Linked DNA regions of Mus musculus: region 2 is linked to region 1. A link is a contact called in public Hi-C data. All regions are on one chromosome and are shown on one strand. The core of a region is the stretch at or near the end of the contact, and the rest is flanking DNA. Distances in the headings are between cores, read along the strand shown. Region 1 overlaps Sema5a (sema domain, seven thrombospondin repeats (type 1 and type 1-like), transmembrane domain (TM) and short cytoplasmic domain, (semaphorin) 5A). Region 2 has its middle 8.2 kb from the start of Gm32383.

Evidence for each region. A called contact is a pair of places that touch in the nucleus more often than the background predicts.
Region 2: a Hi-C map of cranial neural crest shows a contact between it and region 1, with 2.1 times the contacts expected there. The contact joins two enhancer-like sites. A contact is called at or near these places in 15 of 484 Hi-C or Micro-C datasets (DN3 thymocytes, the HL-1 cell line, Sertoli cells and 10 more) and 1 of 115 datasets of contacts at active chromatin or transcription factors (embryonic basal ganglia).

Annotation. Positions count from the first base shown.
Region 1 is chr15:32,431,568-32,434,488 of GRCm38.p6, forward strand. The region is part of intron 3 of Sema5a (sema domain, seven thrombospondin repeats (type 1 and type 1-like), transmembrane domain (TM) and short cytoplasmic domain, (semaphorin) 5A); the gene reads left to right. Among named protein-coding and RNA genes, the nearest start is that of Sema5a, 190 kb to the left of the region's middle. Within about 2 kb of position 1,499, at least 26 of the 459 cell types and tissues checked have an H3K27ac peak or open chromatin away from gene starts, as enhancers often do.
Region 2 is chr15:31,626,035-31,628,955 of GRCm38.p6, forward strand. No RefSeq gene overlaps it. Among named protein-coding and RNA genes, the nearest start is that of Gm32383, 8.2 kb to the right of the region's middle. Within about 2 kb of position 1,482, at least 38 of the 459 cell types and tissues checked have an H3K27ac peak or open chromatin away from gene starts, as enhancers often do.

The DNA.
Region 1 (2,921 bases), core at 249-2,748:
CCGTTTGTGTGCCAAATCACTCAGCAACTTAGCCTAAGCACTATTTAGAATAAAAACACATAAGAAAATTTATGAGGATACAAGCATTCAAATAAGGACACGATCAGTGCAGGCTTCCACTGAGCCCTGTTATGGCTCCAGGGCCTCATAACACCTTCATCATTCCCTACACAGCATGGTCATCATTGCACAATGTTCATCTTTATAATATTGTAGCAACATTGTTTGTCTCGGTCGTTACGTTTGGGAGTACCCTTTATGTATTCTTGTCAGGGTGAAGCCTTCAGCATTGCTCTTATACCAGCCCTGTTTAACAAATTGATTTCTCTTATCAGAGAAGAAACTTCCTAGGACCCCCCAGCTTGTAGTGGTCTGTGTATTTTCTGGTGTTCCTGCTTGTTGAATATCCATAGAGTGTCTTTTGTCCTCATGGAACACAGCCATCTTTGCTTTTGTATCTGAACCCTGGTGAGTCTCTAAAGGACACTGTACCTTACATTTCACACAGGGTATTTTCTGAGAAGACTCCTTAGTACACTTTTTGCTAAATGGCTGGGAAGACACTCTATTAAACAGACCCAGAGAGTAGCCCAAGCAGATGATTCTCAACTAAATGTGAGATGTCAACAGGGACAGTGGTAATTCCCCATTCTTGTGTTTTATATATTAAAATGAATCCAGAGTGGCTGGAAGTGCCAATGGTTATACATGAACAACTAGGGAGAAAAGAGTGATCCGTGGGTAATTGTCAGTGCCTTATGGAAGGGATAATGGGAAAATAGCTAAGCATATTCTTAAAGAACCCAAGGCACAAAACTGTGTACAGTATAATTAAACAATGTTAAACCCAATACAAAGTAATTTACCCTTTCTACAGCTTAAATCACACTACATCTTTGATCTGATTAAATAGTGTTTGATGTTGATAAGCTATTTATTTGAAACCTCTTAAGCTGGTTTTCCCTCAAGGGACATGTTAAAAGCAAGATATTTCTCAGTGGAAAAGCTTTAAAATGCAATTGGGATAATCCTTGTGAGTATGTGATGCTCTCTCAAGAAAGATCTATGTAAAGAAAAAAAAAAAAAACTCACCTACATTTTGAAGCCTGATTGGTGAACTGAATGGTACAAAATAAGTTTGTATTAGAGGCCAGATGCGTTATTCACACCGTTTTTTATATGATGCAAGTTTCTTATTCTCAAGGTATTTGTGCAAAATTGCTCACTGTCTCTTCTGATTTAATTCAGCTTTTGAAAGCTCTTGAAGTCAATGTTTGGAATTTAGAGCAAAAAGAAAAAAGGAGAACATATGGAAATAATAAATTTATACGGTTGGTTATTAAAGATGCCTGCTATGAAAAAAATTTAACTTACACAGCAGTGAGAACTGGGGTGGAAACTCTGTAGTGAATGTCGCACGTGTTTGTCATTACCATCCTTATTTAAGACTTCCCTTCCTCCAAAGCCAAACATGGACATCCTAGGGATTTTTTTAGCAACCAATTTTAAGGCAGCCAATGAAATACTGTGTTTTCTCTAGCTCTATCTTGCTACATCCTGCCTACTTCCATATGCCCCTTTTTTCCTAGCCTCCCGAGATGCCTTTTTTTGTTTTTCTTTGATTCAGCCACCCAGTGCACAAATTAAAAATAGTTTTGGCTGCAACAGAGTCGCTGACCCTTCGCAGCACTGTGGCTCTTGGCAAGGGCCATGTAGCTGTTGCTTGAGGGGCATGGGTGGGAGCGATATGGTTGGATGGTATTCCGTGGTTTGCTTTGTAATTCTCAGAGTCTCCAGTTTTCTCTGCCTTCATACATTTGTGAAGCTTTGGTTGATATCGCCAAGCATTTCACACTCCAAGTGAAGGGAAGATATCTCCCTAAGGATGTGTAATTCTGTTGTGCAGCCACAACTCGACTTTGAGCAAAGTTAAAAATATTTCCGTGTTCTGGAGATATTTTATTTTTTCAAATAACCCTACTCTCTGACTTTCCAGAACTGTCCACATCCAAGTAATATGGTTCAGACTTATTCTTACCCTGCCTGAGAATCATGACCCCTGCCTTCCCGCTGCTGGAATTGGGGGAACAGTCCCTAACTGTGTAATGTGCAAATCAGTTCACAACTGCAGCTGCTTCTTGCTCTGTTTGTTTTTCATAGTCTGTGCGTTAACCGTTGGGTGTGTGTGAATAGGGTGGGGGCTTTGATCAGATAAAGCAAAACACAAGTCATCTCTCTGCAAGCCATGAGAGTTGGCTTTGTCCTGTGTGTTTTCATTCACACACTAAAAGGTTTACTCCCCTTATAGCCAGAGACCAAGCTTCTCTGACCACATGGCCTCATCAGGTTGTCTGTGCAGAGCATATGACAAGGGAATCTCATGAATGTGTAATGAGCTTTGGAGTACTACAGTCTTGGTGGTGAGATTTCTAACAGTGTATGTATAGAGACTCTGGGATGGAGAGATGGCTCAGCAGTTAAGAGCACTGGCTGCTCTTTCAGAGGACCTAGATTTTATTTCCAGCACCCACATGTTATCTTGTAACTGTCTTCCTGACTCCACAGGGATGGAAGATACACAGGGATATGGTGTACAGATAAATATGCTGCCAAAATTTCTACCTACATAAATTAAATTAATTAAAAATACTAGACTGGATTTTTTTTTCTTTTTTCTTTTTTTTTTTAAATTATTTTATTTATTTACATTCCAGCCATTGCCTCCCCTCTGGTCCCTCCTCCCACAGTTCTTTATTCCAGTTTTCCACCCCTTGCCTCTGAGAGGGTGCTCCCCACCACTAGGCATCTCTGTTCCCTGGAGTCTCAAGTCTCTTGAGGATTAGGCACATCTCCCACTGAGGCCAGACCAGGCAGACCTCTGCTATGTATGTGCCCTGGGCCTAGGATCAGTGTATGCTGCC
Region 2 (2,921 bases), core at 232-2,731, 810 kb before region 1:
TTAGGAAGTGTGGCTTTGTAGGAGTAGGTGTGGCCTTGTTGGAGTAGTTGTCTTATTGTGGGTGTGGGCTTTAAAACCTTCGTTTTAGCTGCCCAGAAGTCAGTCTTCTAGCAGCCTTTAGATGAAGATGTAGAACTCTCAGCTCCTCCTGCACCATGCCTGCCTGGATACTGTTGTGCGCTTGCCTTGATGATAATGGACTGAACCTCTGAACCTGTAAGCCAGCCCCAATTAAATGTTGTCTGTATTGTAGGAGTTGCTTTGGTCATGATGTCTGTTCACAGCAATAAAACCCTAAGACAGCGTTCTAGCAGCATTAGCTTCTTCCTGAGATAATGGACTCAAATTAGGAATTTATAATGTATTTATATTTATATTTATTTATTTAACATACATGAGTACACTGTCACTGTCTCCAGATACACCTGAAGAGGGCATCAGATCCCAGTACATATGGCTATAGTCACTATGTGGTTGCTGGGAATTGAACTCAGGACCTCTGGAAGAGCAGTCAGTGCTCTTAACCACCTCTCCAGTCCCAGGAATGTATAATTGTTAAATTCTGTTAATTTGTTCATTATGTGTAGTGTACAGCACGTGGAGGTCAGAGGGCAACTTGTGGGATCTGGGACCTTTCATTGTATACATCCCGGGGTCAAGCTCAGGCTGGCAGCTTTGGCAGCAAACTGGCCTGAAATTTAGAATTTTTATATAAAAATTTCCTTTTATCAAATGATTAACTATGAGAAATTTTTTTTACTACTAACCATTTTTCTTTGTTATGTTAATTAAAATATGTACTCTGGGGTAGTATATTCCAAGAGAGGTATGAATTTCATATTTGCTGTAGTCCTGCTTTTATTTGCGTGTAACTAATTCTCTTCTATTTAACAGTTTTCCATCTGATGGAGAGCGAGGCTGCTCTTACCTTCCTCTCCCTGACATTCAGCCTGGTGTGGCTTCAGTGTGTGTGTGTGTGTTTGTGTGTGTGTGTGTGTGTGTGTGTGTCTTAGACCTCTGGTCCTCTGTCTGACATCCAGTCTGGTGTGGCTTCAGTGTGTGTGTGTGTGTTTGTGTGTGTGTGTGTGTGTGTGTGTGTGTGTGTGTGTGTCTTAGACCTCTGGTCCTCTGTCTGACATCCAGTCTGGTGTGGCTTCAGTGTGTGTGTGTCTTAGACCTCTGGATTCTGTCTGTATGCACACTCTTTCTTTCCCGGGGGAGGAGGCCCTTTCCTTCCACAGTTTACTTTTTCAAAATTCAACTTCAGATTGCAAAAATGAGGCCCTAAGGAAACCTCTTTGTCTTGCTCACAATGTGCCAGGCAGCGTCTTGTTTCCGGTGTGTGTCTTGTGTCGTGGCCCATCTGCTGATACAGCATTTCTGTTATTTTCAGTAAATGAGAGGAAAACATTTCCCCCATTAGTGCTTAGAAGCAAAGAGGAGCTGCTCGGCGCTCAGCACTTCTCCGGATGAGATAAGTGTGCAGTAGATTGATGCTCTCCTCGGCTTGGTCAGCCAGCTTATGTGTGGGGATGTTGTATGTTCGGTTGTTTGCTCTTTACTTCTTCATGTATTTTTTTTTCTTTTTAAAAATTTGGTGCCACTTAAGACATGAAATTTGATCCTGTGCAGAGAGCGTTTCTGGGAAAACAGATGGTTCTGCTTTTTTTTTTTTTTTTTCCTCACTTCAAGCAGAAAGCCTCACTCTGCTATCAAACATAGGAGATTATGTCCAGACTGATATCAATAAACAGAGATTTCAGATCATCCAGATGACTACTGGCCAGATCCTACAAACTGCCAGCAAGCATGAAACAATTCAGATGAATTATGATAAAGCAAATGAACTATTGCCAGAACACAGACAAGAAAGAAGGTTTTATGCTGGGCTTGTATGTGACGGGAGAGGAGGGACGGGGATGTGCAATTTCAGAGCACTCTTTTCCCACAGTGGGAGGAGGTTTCCCAGCAGGCTTGATGTTTCTCTGTCAGTCTTCAGTCAAATGAATAGTCTGCCCTAAGAAATTGGAACATCTTCTGTGCATAGCCCGATAATGGCAACACATACAAACACTACAGAAATGCAACCTCACATTTGAAGGCAATTCTAGTAATTTATAAAAGCCGTACACTTTTAACATTTCAGTTATAATTGACATGGAGAAATTCATACCGTTTAGCTCAGCACTGTGAGTTTTGACAGTTCAGAGTCATGCAATTAGCACCACAATTAAGACACAGAACGAACCCATTATTTACACGATCCCCTTGTGTCCTTTTGAAGATGGCTTCTGTCCCCGGGTCCTGCCTGGCAATCACTGGTCCATTTTCTGTGCCTGTGCTTTGCCTTGCCCATGATGCCTGAGTGACGTCACGGAGATGAGCTCTTTGAACTGACTCCTTCTGAGGCCCATGCATTTGAGATTCCTTCGTGCCACTGAGTAGGGTCCACCGTGTGGATGTTGCTCCAGTTTGCTGACCTGTTGTTCATCAGTAGAACGAGACTCATTTTCTTTTCGTTCCTTCTGCTTTTTTTGATGATTACAAATAAAATGACTGGGAGAAAGGTTGCTCAGGACAGGCCAGCTTTATAGGCAGCAGCAGATTGTGTCTAGCAGCTTGGGAGAGTGGCGGGTGCTCCCACCTCAGCCCTCCCCACCTGTCCTAGTGTGTTCTACTGCCTCCTTTGATGTAAGCCGTGGGACATCTTCTCAGCCATACAGTATGGAACACCTCATGATGTGACTAACACCATGGAACACTTTTGCTGCACTGAGTGAATTATCTCTGCAAAGCTTTTGTGTCTTTAAATTTTTGGATTATTTATTTCTTATGGAGCTTTGATAGGGCTTTAATTAGAAGACAAATTCTTTATCAGGCTTGTGTTTTGCCAATATTTCTCTCTGTCTGGTATTCCTCTT